Linked DNA regions of Danio rerio: region 1 is linked to region 2. The links are chromatin contacts, called in public Micro-C maps. All regions are on one chromosome and are shown on one strand. The core of a region is the stretch at or near the end of the contact, and the rest is flanking DNA. Distances in the headings are between cores, read along the strand shown.

The links. Hi-C and Micro-C count contacts between places; a contact is called where the count stands out from the background.
Region 1: a contact with region 2 is called in a Micro-C map of caudal fin, with 8 times the contacts expected there. The contact joins the enhancer-like site here to the promoter of rbm15 in region 2. A contact is called at or near these places in 2 of 18 Hi-C or Micro-C datasets (caudal fin and an unstated tissue).

What each region holds. Positions count from the first base shown.
Region 1 is chr8:26,723,224-26,729,675 of GRCz12tu, reverse strand. No RefSeq gene overlaps it. Among named protein-coding and RNA genes, the nearest start is that of alx3, 22 kb to the right of the region's middle. Within about 2 kb of position 4,150, at least 4 of the 62 cell types and tissues checked have an H3K27ac peak or open chromatin away from gene starts, as enhancers often do.
Region 2 is chr8:26,685,412-26,691,811 of GRCz12tu, reverse strand. rbm15 (RNA binding motif protein 15) reads left to right here and starts at 4,285. Exons shown (of 1, transcript XM_001335784.9): 1 at 4,285-6,400. The coding sequence starts at 4,432.

The sequences.
Region 1 (6,452 bases), core at 2,901-5,400, 38 kb before region 2:
TTTCATAATTTGTTTTAAATCTAAATAGTTTCTTTATGTGCTCGTGTGTTAATTATTCCATTTAAATGTGTATTTATTTATTTGTTTTCTGACTAATGTAGTTTAATTTATTTTTTAAATCGAATCAAATCTAAATCTTATTTTTAATTATTATTTATTTTCCCGTGCAGTCCTAAGACATGTAAGTGAATTAAATAAACTAAATGGAAGAGTGTATGGGTGTTTCCCACTACTGGGTTGCAGCTGAAAGGGTATCAGCTGCGTAAAACATATGCTGAAATAGTTGGTAGTTCATTCTGCTGTGGCGAGCCCTGATAAATAAATGACTAAGCCAAAGGTAAATGAATTAATAATTGTTTTAATTAATTTACAATTATTCTCACAATTGATTTTCATTTTTATTGAAATATTATATAGATTCTTTTTTAAATAAATTTGCAAGGTCTACTATTTGAGACACAACTTTAGATTTTTTACTCAATGAACCTCAATTACTGCTTATTGAGTAAAATGGTTGTTGTAGAGCTTATTCAGGAATGGGGTAGAATCTATCATATATTCATAAGGCATTAATATGTGCTACTAAACAGCCAACATGCTAGAAATAATCAAGCAACCAGTTAATGTGAAGCATGTGCTCCCAAGTTGCAGTAAATTTTCCTGTTTTATACTGTTTCATTTTTATCTCTTTCTTACAATCTGTCTTTCCACACACACACACATACACACATAGATCTATACAGTGAAGATAAATGAATGTGCCGCAGCCGCTCTAGTGTGGGCAGCATTATGTCTCCTCTCTCTGCCCGCCTGTCTTCATGCTCCGTTGCTTTATTGATTCTGTGCTCCTCTCCATCAGATAAAGACATGAATACTGTGTACGCGAACAAGCCACCACACACGGCCTCTTTTCTTCGACAAACCCTAAAGAAACAGCCTAACACTTAAAGCTGCCTAATGATCTGTGTTAATATAAGCTACAAATGACTTTACAGGCCAATTAAGTCACTAGGTTGTTTAAGAAAAGCAGAAAAGTGGAGTCTAATCAAGTGAATGAGCTATTTTTTGCCAGCGTTTGGATGTAGCACAGAAGATTGTGCTCATCTTTTTTACATTAAACCTTGCCGGTTGCCATATTTATGAAAACAGGCAATATCGCACCATTATAGCCATAAACAATGTTGGCTTGTGTGCTGAATGTGCAGGAAGGGTCTGTAAGCCTGCGGGTGATATACAGTTGAAGGCTTTTGGAACTTTCACTCGGGTCTCAAACTTCAAGCGGTCTGGTCGTTACAGGGAATGATTATGGCTGTATTTTTCAAGTCCAGTGCGCTTTTCTTGCTGTTTGAAGTTGCATATTAGGGTCAGTTCTTTGCTTTGGCCCAGTGGATGTAAAAAAAATTGCATGATTACCGCAATGGAGTCCAGGGTAATGGGCAATATATCATAACCAGGTCTGGCGGTTCATTTGTGGGATTTTCCTGGCTCTTAAGAACATCATGCTGGACGACAAGCTATACATCAGGTTTTCAAAGGTAAATAATGATGATGGTTACTTCAGAGACCTGCTAGGGAATGTCTTAGTTTGACATGAGCTATTAAGTGTAGAAATAAAAGAGAGTCCTTTAAATTGACGTTCTTAGAAATCAAATATGACCAATGAAATAATCTGAGAATTGAAGAAAATGTTTCTACTGTTTTCAAAACTGAGGGGATGATTCAAATATGTGGAATCAAATTTGTAAGTTTTTTTTTATGGAAAGTTGTAAAAGAACAACATTTACTTTAAATGAGACTTTTTCGAGAGTGTTTGTGTGTATATGTATACCCTTAAGTATACTCTTCAAAAGTTTTTATGATCACTTAGATTTTTTAATGCATCTTTATTGAATAAAAGTAACAAAAAATAATCTTTATGAACCCAAACATTTACAGTGCTCAGCATATAAGTATACCCCTCACAAATTTCTCTTTTAAATTCATATTTTTAATAGGAAGCTATACAATATTATATTTGTGCATATACATTACATTAGTCAGTACTGGAGCTAAATCTGGAGCTTATCTTACAAAATAACTTACAATAACGGTCCAAAAACAAGTACAACCAAACTTATATGTTATAGAAAAATATTAAATACAAATTTAAAAAAAATTTAAATTAAAACATTTTTTTTAAACTAAATGTTTTTTTATTTAGTTGACATTTAATTCTTGCTATATTTTGCTTGTATTTTATTGTATTATCTTTCGATTTCTAAATATGTTTGGTGACTAAAATAGTATTTTAATAAATATATCTGTTAAATAAACCTGCCTATAATCACTGAGAAATGGATAATATTCATTTTCAAAATGGGGTGTACTCAATTATGCTAAGCACTGTACTTACTATTGAAAATATTGGGTTAAGTAAGATTTATGTACATTATTGTTAATGTTGTTGTTATTAATGTTATTATAAATGAGCATTATATGATGTACAGGTGTTGTAATGCTTTAGACTGTAGTGAAACGAATTTTGGTAGTCTGTGGCTCGTGTATCATCTGCCAGACGGCCGAAACAGCTTGTGTGTGGGGTGTGTGTGCAGTACTTGATGATATTCTAAGCTTCCTTTGGACTATCACACATGAATGATTCATACTGAGATTTGGAGGGGAATTAGGAGGGGTTTTAATTATTTTTTTTTTTAAATAGTTAAACATTTTTTAAAACATTTACTCAACATTTTCTTCAAGTTATTTTTTTCCTGTTGAACGCAAAAGAAGATATTTTGAACAATGTTAGAAACCAGCAGCCATTAACACTAAGTGGTAGGGGGAAAATACTATGGCTTCCAGTTCCCATTCATTTTCTTTTTGACTTAGTCCCTTTATTAATCTGGGGTTGCCACAGCGGAATGAACGGCCAACTTATCCAGCATATGTTTTAAGCAGCGGATGCCCTTTCAGATGCAACCCATCACTGGGAATCATCCATACACACTCAATTACACACATACACTTCTGACAATTTAGCTTACCCAATTCACCTATACCACGTTTTTGGACTTGTGGGGGAAACCAGAGCACCCGGAGGAAACCCACGCCAACATGGGCAGAACATGCAAACTCCACACAGAAATGCCAACTGACCAAGCCGGGGCTCGAACCAGCAACGCTCTTGCTGTGAGGGGGTTGTACTACACCACTGCAGCCCTTCCAGTTCTTAATATATCCCAATTATATTATGTGTTCAACAGTAGAAAGAAACTCAAACGAACGATGACAGAATTTTCATGAATTATGCCTTTAAAGACTTTATATATATATATATCTTACATGATGAATGAGGTTCATATACAAATTTTCACAGTTAAACTTAATGGTGTCTAAATCAATATATGCAACTCAAACATTTCAGCGGATATTTAGATCTAAAGGATAATCGCCTTCTGAATACCTGGACTGGGTCCAGAGTACAGAAAATGACATCACTTAACGTTGAGATTTTCCTCTAGATGGTGCTAAAAACATCATGATTGAAAGATACATTACCAAGGTCCCGATCTGTGTTCAAACAATCTGTATTGTTGATTTATTATTATATATAATCAATGGTAATGAGCTAATTTCACAAATCAAATCACACAAAAACAACAATACAATGCGGAGTTGTAATTAAAATAATTTATGGTAACTTACTGCATGTGGTCATCTGATCTTCAAGCCAGATACAAAGTTAAATCAATAATGCAATAATGCATCTAAAAGCGCAACTCAAGCCACATATTTGAGATGAGGCTGTTATCTGAAAGCACTGTTTGTGTGGCTGACCCTTGAATGAATTCTCAGAACGGCTCTGGTTACAGCTTAAATCTCCATGTGTTTATCTTTTGGTGGAGGGAGGGGGTCGAATGCTAGAATGCTCTTGTCATAACCTGGCAACATTCGAGGGTCACATCATGCAGAGGAAGACTCATTTGAACAAGAGCCGGTGCCAAGTTTGTGAGCTCTCAAGCTGAACACTTCTGATTGTGGGATTTTAATACAGATGGTAAACAAAGCAACAACCACATGTTGAGTCTCCGTATCTGTGATTATGACTGCATGTGGACCTTCCGCTCGGGCCATTGCATGCGCGAGTCCAACTACTTTAAGCAGGATATCAGGAAAAGTCCTGACCCCACAAGCTCAACATGCCCCTTTTAATAAAACAATAAACATGGGCTAAGTCTTACAATCCACCCCCATAGTGGTTGGCCACATAACTAAGGGTCACAGAGGCCTTCCTTTTATCCTAATAGCAGCCGATGGCAACAAATGCCCGAAATACACAAACACCAATGCTGCTCACTATTTTAAGCCACCAAAGCCAAATAAAGTTGCACAGGAAAAGAAGGTAAATATTTCCACTCCTACCTGGTTGTTTCAAAAGAGCCGCTGTAAGTCTTTATTTACGCTCGACTCCCCATGCGATGTCCCAGAGTGTTTGAAATTGAAGCCCTGCCACAGAAGAGGGGGGCTCACAGGGGTCCCAGACACCCAATACCCCACGCGCTGCAGGCTCGGTTTGAAGAAAAAGAGCACAATTGGATTAGATACCAAAATATGAGCGGTGTTTGTTTTAATCAGTCTGGTGACACAGGGAGCTTTTGAAAGCACTAGGGAGAGAGAGGGTTGAGCGAGGGAGAGGAGAAGGGGAGAAGGACAGCTGTCCTGCAGGCCTGATACTGCGTTTGGAGACAGCAGTCTGGGGGGTGCTCGGCCATCAAGGGGTCACAGCCAGGGCTCTATAGACCTTAATTCCAAAGTATACTTCAGTCATCCATGTTCTGTGTTCAGTTTTTGCCATTGGAAGTATCTGTGGATGTCCACAAACTGCACGTAAAGCCTAGTTTTTCTCTTCATACAGATGTTCAGTGTACAATAGCACAAGGTGAATGTTTAAAGCGTGTTGAACTCATCCATGAGCATGCATCCACAGTGGACTATACAAGCAGTGCGAATATACAGTAGTCTAAGTTTGGTATGGTTTAAACTTTTATCAAAGTTGTCCAAAGTTCTTGTTCAAACATGTTTATTTCTATAGCGCTTTTACAGTGTAGATTGTGTCAAAGTAGCTTAACATAGAAGATTATATTCAATTGAAAATGTGTCAGTCCAGTTTTCAGAGTTTATTTACAGTTTAGTTCAGTTTAGTGTGGCTTAATTTTCACTGTTAAATGTCCAAACACTTAAGAGTAAATACATCGATTCGCAGCTCAGTAAGTCCCAAACCAAGCAAGCCAGTGGCGACAGCGTCTAGGAACAAACTTCACTAATTGTCTAAAGTGAAGAAGAAAAAAAAAACCTTGAGAGAAACTAGGCTTAGTTGGGCATGACCATTTTTCCTCTAGACAAACTTGTTGTGCAGAGCTGCAGTCTAGGCAAAGAAGGCTTGAGAATGCTGAACGTCCATCGTCGAGAAGCTGGGAGGTCATCGGCTGGTGTACATGCTGGCCGTTTAGGATCAATGCAAAGACTGGTCTGTCACTGGGGTCTCACAGGAATCAGTCTCATGCTCTCCACTCCTCCATGACCACCACAGCTGTTGCTTAGGATACAGCCTGGTCCAGGATTTTGGAAACCTCAGGAATAATAAAAACAAACTAACATAATTTCAGATGCCATTCAAATATAATGTCTTTTGGGAAGTGTTCCCGGCTCTGGTTGCCCTAAATTATGCAGCCTAACCGTCCTTTAGAGGATTTGGATTTCAAAAGCATTTGTGTTTGAGGTGCATGCTAATGCAAAGAGATGTGTCTTTAATCTAGTTTTAAACTGTCAGAATGTGTCTGCTTCCCGAACTGTGCTAGGAAGGCTGCTCCAGAGTTTAGGTGCCAGATATGAGAAAGATTTATGGCCTACAATTGATTTTGATATTCTAGGGATAATCAATTGTCCAAAGTTAATCAAGCGTAGTGGACGTGAGGGGCTATAATAGAGCAGGAGCTCGATCTAAAATTTTAGGGAGCTAAGCTATTGAACAACACCTATTTTGGTCTTAACTTTTTTGATCCTCTTCAACTACTGTAGGTGTACATATAAAAAAACAAGAAAATACACCTGGGTCATTAGGGTAGCACATTGTGTTTTATTGAATGGGTAAAAAAATATATATTAAAAGGTTGAATTGTGAGGAACACTCTTCATCATTTTCAAAGTGGTCAGATCTCTGAATTCTTCGACTTCATGAATGTCAGGGGTGTCATATAGTTACAGTCTTGTGTACAACATAAAATGGATTGACGGTAGGGGGCACAGCATTTCAATAGGAAAAATCTCCAACATCACCTGGTTTAAAACCAAATGTTTATGCATCTGGTTTAAAACCAAACACACAAGAGAAGAGTTACAAAAAGTCTTGTGCAAGACTAAATTTACTCCTGGAAAAAAAAGTGTAGCCCACAACAAGCTTGTGATTTTTTTAT
Region 2 (6,400 bases), core at 3,036-5,535:
TAAAGCATTAAATCCTGTAATTTTCTAAGCAATTTTGTAGTTTTGATCAGGACCAGTTTAGTTTTGATCAGTTTTGATTAACAAATGTATGCAAAAGAAAATAAACAAAAAAAATCAGATGCATTTTTACAGCAGTTTAATTCAGTGGATGTTTTCATCTGAACATAACAAAATGGTGGTAAATTTGCGTGAGTGTATTAAGGTCTGTTTTCATCAAAGCATTTTTTTAAAAATATGTGTCAATATAAGATTTGTCACCAAAATCATTCCAATAGCTGAAACACAGAAAAGGTCATGGCCAAATTAAGACTCAAAATCACCCCATAGTTGATGAAAACATCCTTACCAATATATAAGGGTTGATATCAGGGTTCAAAATAATTATTTTCTTTTGCCACAAACTATGATTTATTTCAATAAAAAGTATATTTTTTGTTTTAAAAAGAACTTTTTTATTTATCAAGGACACATTGATTTATCATTGATTTAAATTTGAAAACGATGCATGTTTCCTAATTCTAATCCTAAATATCCAGAATATGTTTGAAATAAAACAGAAAATTGTTCAGGCTTTAGCAACATTTTGGCTCTATATCTCATACAATTGTAGCCCAAGAACATCTTTTTGCACCAACTCCTTCAATGCTATGTAAGATGAGACATATTGTGTTGGCCAGACGACATGCCCATATGTCCTTTTAAATGTATGTTTTGTTGTAAAAGCTCTAAAATGTCACTGGATACATCAGCAGCATGTGACAGCCCTGCTAATACAAAACCAACTAAAGTAACCACAGAAGCCTCACTGCTGGACTGTTGATGGATTCCAAGGTTTTCCTCTGTCAACTGCAGGACTGGCGTCTGACAGCAGGGCAGAACCACAAACACTAATGAATTATGAGTCAACTTACATGTTACGCTACCGTTTAAATTTAAAAGTCCTGGGAAAAATCCAAATATTACTTGAAGTGCATTGCAGACTTCAAGTTTTTGAAGCAGCCGTGGAAGGCAAAACATATATGCGCCTCAATAACCAACAGACACTGACTAGGCTAACTAGTAATGGCCTCCTAAATATTCAGACAACTCTCAATATACAGTTGATCATGTTTGATTTGTACTTGGATTCCCGACCCTTTGGAAAATCGCTAAAGTTAATGTTGATGAGTGCCAAACAGCCTTGAGGAGGGCACTTCTGTGACCCAGCGATGGGTTGCTCAGCTCCATCTGGCTTTAATCCTGCAAGCCACTCTTTTCAGGGTGATTCACTTAATTTAGATGACACATAAGATGCAATTGTTGTAGATGAAAAAAACTGCATTGACAGGATTTTCAAAGCTTCTCTCGTTTTCCTAATTCTCAAAATGGGAACAGATCTACAGTCGCTTTGGGGCAAGATATCGTGCTGCTTCTTTCCTTTGTGCACAGAGGATGACAGAAACGCTGGATCGCATTAAGTGCCAGTTTAGCGGACCGTGCCGTGTTTTGGAGAGAGCTGACATGTGTTTCCAATAGAGGACAGAAGAAACGGACAGAAACTCTCTCTCTCTCCACACCCACAGCTTCAAATTCCTGCCTGATCTTTCGGGAAAGTGGAGCCAACTCCAGCTACACATGCAAACTGATTAAATCCCAGATTAAAGGATGTGATAAAGAAGTACAGTTCAAAAGGAGCGTTCCTAAATACGACTATGAAACTGAGGGGATGAAAAATGCGCACAAAGATGATAGTTGGCCTTCTAAATGTTGTACTGTAGGTGATAAAGACTCAAGATAAAACTATACACACGTTTTAAAGAGATAGTTAACAAAACTTAAAATTCTGCTATTTTTTTATATATATTTTTTATTTTTCCACAAGCCTGTTTGAGTTTCAAACACTTTATTTTGAAATAATGTTGTAAACGTGTAACCCTTTCATAGTAGCCTATACATCTTTCATGGAAGTGAATTGTTGGCTATACCGGTATCTGACATTCTTCTAAATATCTTTTTTTTTTTCAACAAGAAAAAAAGAAACTGATAAAGTTTTGGAACTTGTGGGCAAGTCAGTTGTGAGTAAATTTTCAATACCTGCTTTGAAATTGCCTCGATGAGTTATTCCCACTAAAAAATGGAAAATTTACTCACGCTAATCTGGTGATTCCAAACCATTATGAGTTTTCCTTTTTCTGTTAAACACAAAAGAAGATTTTTTTAAAAAATGTTAAATCTGTAACAATTTTTATCTGTAATATAATTTTTCAGTACTTTACCACTGAAGTTGACATGTACGTTTCTTATAGGCAAGAGCATGTCTGTTGGTGGAGCAGTATCAGCAGATACTAAGCAAATAGTCTGCTCTAATAAAAAATAGTTGCCAACTTACAGTCAAAAAATGTGCAAAAGGGATACCAGAGGCTCAAACAGGTTTGTGACAAGTTAAGCACAAGCAAATGATGACATAATTGCAGTTTTGGGTGAACTACTCCCTTTAATAGTAATGTCCAGGGCTGCATCTGAAATCACATTCTTTATTATGTTATTCATTTATTAATTCATTTTCTTTTGACTTAGTCCCTTTATTAATCTGAGCTCGCCACAGCAGAATGAACCGCCAACTTATCCAGTATATTTTCAATTTAAAATTATAAGGTTCTGACATTTTTGTCAAACTTGAGTTATTAACATTATTTTTAAATGACAACTTATTTACATCATGGGATGATTTTTTATATGTTGTTTACATTTAAGACTTTATTGAAAAAACTAAACAAATGTCACTCACATACTGTTTGCTATGGAATGCAAAAACTCTGAAGCTCAATATCTCAAAATCATTCAGAACACAGATAGAACCTTATAATTCCAAGGTGACGAAATATTTTACACAGCGGATCCCTTTTCCAGCTGCAACACATAGCTGGGAAATGTATTATGTTATAGTAAGTAAAAAACAAAGAGGTTCATTATACTTGTAGTAAGTATTCAGATGACCTACTTCTTTTGGTGAGATTCTGCAATGTGCTTCCAAGGGACTATTCCATAAGGCAACATGAGAGGATCTGTGAATGCCAGTGAAGTGACGTAACTGAAGATGTAGGGCACGTGACACTAAAACATGGCTAATCTTGTAGTTCTAGATTGTTCAAACAATACTATGTTCATTATGTAGGGCGTGTTTTCAAAGTATGTAGCCTACTCAAATACTCAAGAAAGTGTTTGATTTTGAATGCAGTTTGTGCATTGTAAAAAATAAATAAATGACACGTTGGCTGTTCAATTTGTCTTCTGGTGAATCAACATTGGATGAATGTGTTTATGTGCATGATAAAGTTTTTAAAATAGTTGTATTTTGTTTTATTATCACTCATTTAAGGTTTTGGACGTTTTTGTATTAAGTTCAAAGCATTGTCCTATAAATATATTCCTATTTTTCTTCATTGAAAAAAATAATAATTTGGGGGTAATTTTTTTTAATTTTGATGGTTGAATTGATAATTGTATAAGTTAAAACTATAATGGTCCCTGAGGGTATGAGTAAAGCATGCAAATTGTAAAACACTAAATTGTTTTAAGATAAATTTTAACTAATTTAAAGGCAATAACATTACTTTTATTTATTTATTTATTTATTTATTTTTTACAATTTAACATAAAAAAAAATTCACAGACATGGGCATATAATCAGAGATCTGCATTGTTTTAGTTAAGAAATTATTTCAGTTATTAGGCTAAAACCAATGGCTAAAACCCATGGAAAATGCTCATCTATAGCTGACCGACATGGTTAAAAGGCTGTTTTTTCACGTCCGTTCACCTCTGTGAAAGGCAAACACCACCATCTGTTGGACATCAAGTGAACAACGAGAATGTTTTAGTTTTTTTTTATTTGGATTACTTACGTTTTATAAAGATTGCACAGTTCATTTAAATTTATAAGAAATAACATGTAGGTGAAACTCAGACTCTTAGCATCTATTAAAGTTAAACACCGTTTAATTTTAAAAATAGCCTATACAAAGCACTCTTTGTAGATTTATCGAGATGATTAATAAATATGGTTTAAGAAGCAAATATAATATTGGCAGTACATGTTCTCAAAGACTATATGTGTGGTTAGTTGAATGTCACCTCTGTGTTTTATAAAGTGGCTATAGTAAACATTTGGCTTTTGAAGCTAAAATGGTGTACAGCGAGACTGGGCGCTGTACTAGTGCTTTAGATTGACAGACGGATCAGCCAATAGCGCTGTCGTTTCTCAGAGATTCAAACCAATCAAAGTCGACGGGCGGGTCATGTTTTAGTCTTGACAAGATGGCGTATGCGGTTGTTTTGCCGCAGGGACACTGAACAATTTATTCAGTTTATCGTGCAAATTCGTTGACGTTGCGGTAGCATTACAGTTAAAAAAGTGTTTTGTTAGGCGCGTGAAGCCAGAGGACATCTAACATGAAAGGTAAAGAGCGGTCGCCGGTGAAAAAACGTTCAAGGGCCTTGGATGATATACGAGACAGGGGAGGAAGCCATCCGACCAGTAAGAAAATGGGGGTTATCTCGAATTCTGGCGGAGGAAGCAACAACGGCAATAGTTCGTCTAAAAGCGACGGGGGCTCTGCACGACGGGGACTGCTTGGAGATAAAAGAGACGGACGGGAATTTGACGGACATGTATCCAGTCGGACTGGTAATAACCACGGTTACACGAGCCCTGTTGCGAGCTCAAGCGGCAAAAATCACGCCTCGAGTCTGTCCTTAGAGGCGGCGCGCACCAACTCGCGCGGGGAGGCGCGCGCACCGCTTCCCACAAACGAAAGTGAGTACAAAACTTTAAAAATCAGCGAGCTTGGCTCGCAGCTGAGTGACGAGGAAATCGAGGACGGCCTCTTTCATGAATTCAAAAAATTTGGTGACGTGAGCGTCAAAATCAGCCGAGTGAACGACGAGAGAATCGCATTCGTCAACTTTAGGAGACCGGATGATGCCAGGGCGGCAAAGCACGCACGAGGCCGGCTGGTGCTCTACGACCGTCCTTTAAAAATCGAGGCAGTTTACTTGAACAGGCGGAGGAGTCGCTCTCCGGTGAAGGAGGATCATTTCTCTGTTGTTGCAGGCCATAGACATTTGCATACTCAGAGGCCGCTCTCTCCAACCGGCCTGGGCTACAGGGACTACCGGTTACAGCAGTTAGCACTGGGTCGGCTTCCTCCTCCCCCACCCCCGCCTCTGCCCAGAGAGCTGGAAAGAGAAAGAGAGTTTGCCTTTTATGAAGCGAGGGCGCGGCCCGCATACATAGCAGAGCGAGCCGCTCCTTTCCGTGAGGAGGACTTTATCTCTCCAGAGGACGACCAGAGAGCCAACCGCACACTGTTTTTGGGTAACTTGGATATTACTGTGACTGAAAACGATTTGAGGAGGGCTTTTGAACGATTTGGGACAATCACTGAGGTGGACATTAAAAGACCCACTCGTGGCCAGAGCAGCACCTATGGCTTCCTTAAATTTGAGAATTTGGACATGGCTCACAGAGCTAAAATTAGCATGTCTGGGAAAGTTGTGGGCCGAAACCCCATAAAAATTGGATATGGTAAAGCCACCCCAACCACAAGACTATGGGTGGGTGGTCTTGGCCCTTGGGTGCCTCTGACTGCATTAGCCCGGGAATTTGACCGCTTTGGAACTATTAGGACTATAGACTACAGAAAAGGGGACACCTGGGCTTATATTCAGTATGAAAGCCTGGACGCTGCTCAGGCAGCCTGCACACACATGCGTGGATTTCCTCTTGGTGGTCCTGACAGGAGGCTGAGGGTGGACTTTGCTGACACAGAGCATCGCTACCAACAACAGTTCTTGCAGCCCCTCCCCCTGCAACATTATGAAATCATGGCTGAGTCTTTCGTTCATCGTGCCACCCCTGAAGCCATCAGGGTCAGAGAACGGACTCCTCCGCCACTGCACTTCAGAGAAAGAGAACTCTATGCTGGGGCTGAGTGGCCAGCACCTACTATTCGTGAACGTGTACGAACTCCTGCATTTGAGCCCCTTGAACACTTAGAGCGTGAACGACGGCGAGAGGCCTGGTCACTGGAGCGAGAGCTGCCAGGCAGAGAAGCTGCACGAAAACGGCGGCTCATGGAGGACGGCAGACATCTGGAGTGTTCGCCTGACAGCAGCAGTGAGTGGGCGGCCCGCCGTCGCAGACCCCCGTCGCTTGAGGGCAGCCCAGGCGGCAGCAGCCGAGACGGACGTTTCAGTGACTCTGAGCGTCCAGCGAGAGCAGACCGGGTGTCCCCAGCACGAGAGAGCCGCAGCAGCCTGGACCGAGTTCCCGGTGAGAAACGCATCAAAAGCAACAGCAACCTCTCTGAGTCCAGCATCGGCGCAAGCCCTGCAGAACGAAAGCGCAAAGCGGGCGATT